Linked DNA regions of Lactuca sativa: region 2 is linked to region 1. Evidence: chromatin contacts called from public Hi-C data. All regions are on one chromosome and are shown on one strand. Each heading gives the region's core, a stretch centred on a gene start, on an enhancer-like site or on the middle of the called end of the contact. The rest is flanking DNA. Distances are from core to core; before and after follow the strand shown.

Region 1 (2,861 bases), core at 35-2,534:
CCATTTATGACTTTTGAAAAATAATTAATATAATATATATGTAATTAGCATGATTTTAGAAGAATATTTGTGGAAATTATCTTATCTTTAAATGAAATTACCAAACTAACCATTTTTATTTACTTAATGGTTTAAGTTTTTTTAAATTCTGATTAGTCTCTAGGTCCACACAAGTTCATCCACAACATGAACCTACACACACACACATATATATATATATATATATATACACACACACACACACACACATACATATAGGTAGGTTCCATTGAGATTAAAAATAAAATAGAGATCTTGAGATTCAACCTCATCCACGAATCTCACATCTGTCACTCTAACCCTCCGACGTACTGGCGTGGTAGACCTGGTATAATCATAAATGATTATACAACGCCGCCCATTCCTTTCTCCCCCGCCACCATCCCCTCTACCATAACCGCCACGCCACCACCACTACCATCACCTCTGATACCAGTCGACCTCACAACTGTCACCTCCGTTACTTATACAACCCCCACCTTTGTCACTAGCACCTCTTTTGCTACCAACTGTCATAATCATTTATGATTACTCATTCACAGATTAGACATATATGTATAATCATTTATGATTAGACATATACATATAAACATGTATAATCCTATATGATTATACCTCTCTGTCATATAATCATTTATGATTAGACATACCCGTTGCTGTCGGTGCGCTGAAGTATTAGAATGACAAATGAGAAATATGTAGCTAAGGTTGAATCTCAAGATCTTTATTTATTTTTTTTAATCTCAAATGAACCGTCCCATATATATATATATATATATATATATATATATATATATATATATATATATATATATATGACCAAGTGGATACTTTTGTTAAAAATATTTTTTAGTTAATATTTTCTTCAAATAGACATTAAAAATGTTATTAGATTATTTAAAATTGAAACTCCGTAAACTAATTCAAATAAAGTTTTCTTAACATTATTTTTCTTCTAAATAAGCTAATACGAACTTTTGGTAAAAATGGTTTTGTTTTCAAAGTCAAATCCATACACCTAGATATATTGTTGGACTACGTGTGAAACCCATATATTATATGGGTTAATTAAAAAATATATATCAAAATGTAAACATTAAGTATTTTTTAAAATAAGAAAAGAGAAAACATATTTATTGTAATTTATAATCATATTTATTATATTAAATACTTCATTTATATAACTATATCTATTATGTTGTTTTTTAATTTTAAAATACATGGGAGAGTAATTAAATGGATCGATGTATTTAGAAAAGGATTCTCTACAAAAGTTCTTGGTTCACGGCCACTGCTCACTGGGACGCTTCGCGGGAACACGGCCACCAAATTTTGATTAGTTCGTTGAAACGGGCAAAACCCAAAACAATTTCTTTGTTGCTTCTCGTCGCAATCCGGAAACGACAAGTGAAGAAACGACTTAGGGTTTCGTTGTTGCAACCGGCTCTTCGTTTTCTTCTCTTTGCTTCTTCTTCTTCTTCTTCAGTTCAAGTCCAAACACCTGCAAGTAAGTATATCTTTCATTCTCCATAAACTTTTGCACTATATCTGGCTTTGTCAATTAATCGATCACCAAGCATATCAATTTGGCAACTTCTCGATTCTTTTGCTGTCCAGTCGAGTCGTTGATTGCTGGTTAAAGATGAAACCTATCTCCTTAAACCTGTTCGACGAAATGCCCAATGAATATTCTATGATTAATGATGTCATTACAAGCTTAATTTTCTATTTTCTCCATTCATTTCGTAGGTGGAAGTTCGCAGCTCATAGTGGTTGATTAAGTTGTAAATATAATCTTTAACAGGCAATTATAAATATGGCGCTTCAGGCATTCCCTAGGCTTCTACAATTCAAGAGCTGTGATCTCTTTGGAAATGGTTCGTTGAGTTTTCCTCCAATTCAGAGTAGAAGTAAGTGAAGTTCAGTTCTAAATGAAATTATATCTTGAAATTCATCTGTAAATAAGTTCGATGAAATCATTGACCATTTTTGTATACTAATTCCATTGTCTTTCTATAGCTGTTCATACAAAGCCATGGGTGATTGAAGCAAGAGCCAGAACTAGGGTAGAAAGCCCAAAAGTCCGGAACAGAAGATTGCAGAAAAAGGTATGGAAGTAAGATGTTATTATACACAAATAAATGAAATTACAATGCTATTTCCTGTATTTATCCCTATATTTCCAATTTCATCATTTTCAATTTTCACATGTCATTGATTTTGTGTTTGGTTTGAGTAGTACAATGGCACACAGAAGAAACCCAGGCTTTCTGTATTCTGTTCAGAAAAACAATTATACGCGATGCTTGTTGATGATCAGAACAAAAAGTGCTTATTTTATGGCAGCACTCTGCAACAATCAGTTCGTACAAACCCTAATTCTACCACCATTGTAAGTTATTCTCATACAGACTGTACTGGACAGGCTTTCTAGGGCTATTTATAATGATCATGATGAATAGGGCATTTATGTCTTTTTCATATACAACATTTTGAGAACCCTTTTTGGTGGGACAAAAGATTGTAATTTGTGTCCCATCAACATCGGATTCTCAGTCCAATGCATGCCAAACACAGTATAAGGTTGTGTATTGTTCTCTTATGTTACAAATGGGCCCACGTAATTTGGGTTTGACAAGATTTTACTTTTTTTAGGAAGTGGCACAACGTGTTGGTGAAGAGCTTGTTAAGGTGTGTAATGATCTTGGAATTGATGAAATTTCATCTTATGATCGCAATGGTTTTTCAAGAGGAGCAAGAATGGAAGCATTTGAGATTGCATTATCTGAGCATGGTTTTTTGTTTCGGTAGATTTCCATCCC
Region 2 (2,700 bases), core at 71-2,570, 310 kb after region 1:
ATTTGATTAATCTCATCTAAACAATTTAGCAAAATCTCATTCAAAGCATTCGAGTCATGTCCGGTGAAACCTCACCAACTCGGTCTATCAAAACTAAAACAATAAACGAACACAAACTCATAACCACATTACCACCATATCATGTCATGGTAGCTTCAAACAAATCAAAAGCCAAAACACATTGAGTTGATCATTCATTAATTGCATTTTATTCATAAATCAAAATCATGCATTATAAATCAGATATCCACCAAGATTTAAAAATAAAATTATAAAAATATATATAATTTTATGTTAAGATCATGACGAACAAAAATAAGCCAAAAAACGTTACCTAGTTAAAATAATAACTAGGCCAGTCACCATAATATATTCATAAGATTGCCACACAACTAAAATACTATAATGATTGTTCCTCTGTATAAGCTCAAAAATAAAACCCTAAAATATTAAATTAAAGTAATACCAAATGTACTTAGAAAGATCCACCTGTTAGTTGATGTATCAAGAACTGGCAGCGGTAGGACATTCTCTAGCGAAGTGCCCCGGTTCTCCACAATTGTAACAGCTACCACCGCCGCCGGACTTATAGCCACCTCCACCACCACCGCCAGACCTGGAGTAGCCACCACCACCACCGCCACCGCCTGATTTGCAATCCCTTGCCAAATGCCCTGTCTCACCACAGTTATAACATCCGCCGCTGCCGCTGCCGCTGCCGCTGCCGCTACCGCCACCGCCACTACCTCCGCGCCCACTATTACAATCCCTAGCTAAATGACCAAACCCACCACAACTGTAGCAAGCCCCGCCGCCGCCACCGCCACCGCCTCCGCCGCTATTCACTCTGCAATCCCTAGCGAAATGCCCAGATTCACCACAATTGTAGCACTCACGTCCGCCGCCCCCGCCGCCGTTACCATTACCACCCTTGAAACCACCGCCGCCGCCGCGGCTAAATCCGTAGCCATCATCACCGCCTCTACGACCGCCGCCAAAACCATCACGGTTACGGTTTCTTTCGATACTAGATCCGTCGACACTAGTTACACTAACAGCTTGTTTCCGATCATTTTTTTCAACAACTAAGAACTTAACCTTCTGACCTTCGGAAAGACTCCGGTAACCATCCGACTGAATCTCGGAGTGGTGAACGAACAGATCTTCATCGCCATCATCGGGCTTGATGAAGCCGTAGCCCTTGCTATCGTGAAAACGAACAACTACACCAGTTGTTTCCGCCATTGCTGCCGATCCCAAAAACCTAATGAAACACCTTGAAGTATTTAGGAGATCTGCGTATATATACTTGAGCCCTCAATGGAACCCTAACTCGTTTCGGCGCTTTTGATGTTTGTTCTATTTTGATATTTTTTTTTATTTTTTATTTTATTTTCGAAATTAACTAAATTTTTATATTTATTTAAAATTTATTTATTAAAATAACCATATATATCTTTATTTTGACTATATTTTTTTGGTATCGTAACAAAATGTCCGTAAGCAATGCTAAACTAGATGAAAACTCGTGGAACCCACGGGTGTTAATGTTAAATAGAATTTTAAAATTTAATTATGTAATAAATAATATATCATTAAGTTAGAAAACTTATATTGTATTTTTTTAATAAGTTTTTGATTTGTAAATATTTAATTACACAATAAATGGTAAGTATTTAACTACAAATGGAGATTTTTAAAACCATTACTTTTTACTCCTTCTTAAATGTTCATGGTGATTGCAGACACACATATACAAATACATATATTTCATTATCTACTGATTAAATGTATAATGAATAACGATAAGCAGATTTCTCATTAAATGATTCAAGTAAAAATTAATAACCTAGGAACAAATGAAGTCATGGTTTTTGTGTATTTGTCATTGTGACATTCATAAATCTAAGTCTTTTAAATTGATTTGGAAAGATCAAATTGATTGGAAGTAATAATTTTTTCATAAGCTTTGGTAATTCAATTGATAAAGCTTCATTATACCAAGCTGCATTATGTAGATTGTTATTTATCATGCCAACGATAATAAATTAACTGAACATCAATTTCAAAAGTAAAATATAATATATTTATGGACTTTATAAATATAAAAACAAAAATATAAAAAACTGGTTTGTAAAATACTTGTTCGTCCATTAAAATAACATAATGGAAAAAAATCATATTCGTTATTGAACCATTTAAGGATCCATGACTTGATGAAACGAATTTTCAAAGTGAAATCATCATTTAGTACATGTAGTTAAATTATTTAAGTAAATTTTGTTGCGGTCATTACATGCAGATGGTAGAACACATGTAGATACAGATACACAGACATACATAGGAGCAAACACACATATGTATATGGCTTTTTTCTGAATTATACATGCAGACACACATATACAGATACACAGATTTCATTAAATACTGATTAAATGTATAATGAATAACGATGTATAGATTTCTTTTGATAAAGCAAAAAATTAAATATGAAAGTTTAAACAAAAATTTATTTAAATTTAAAATTTTAGATTTGAAATTTAAAATTTAAAATTTGAATTTAAAAGGAAACATATTAAATATTATCTTTAAATATTATTAAAAGAGAAATTTTGTGACATCACTTTCAACAATCAGAGTCATTGATTGTGTTTCATTTATATATTTTCTATCATTAGATCGATATGCTGACATCATCAT

The links. A called contact is a pair of places that touch in the nucleus more often than the background predicts.
Region 2: a contact with region 1 is called in a Hi-C map of leaf, with 7 times the contacts expected there. The contact joins the promoter of LOC111881034 here to the promoter of LOC111881170 in region 1. A contact is called at or near these places in 2 of 4 Hi-C or Micro-C datasets (leaf and seed).

The regions. Positions count from the first base shown.
Region 1 is chr4:311,842,390-311,845,250 of Lsat_Salinas_v11, forward strand. LOC111881170 reads left to right here and starts at 1,285. Exons shown (of 5, transcript XM_023877570.3): 1 at 1,285-1,546; 2 at 1,844-1,949; 3 at 2,059-2,147; 4 at 2,279-2,431; 5 at 2,695-2,861. The coding sequence starts at 1,856. The coding sequence ends at 2,850.
Region 2 is chr4:312,149,858-312,152,557 of Lsat_Salinas_v11, forward strand. It overlaps LOC111881034 (glycine-rich protein 2), which reads right to left and starts at 1,321. Exons shown (of 1, transcript XM_052770618.1): 1 at 317-1,321. The coding sequence starts at 1,245. The coding sequence ends at 505.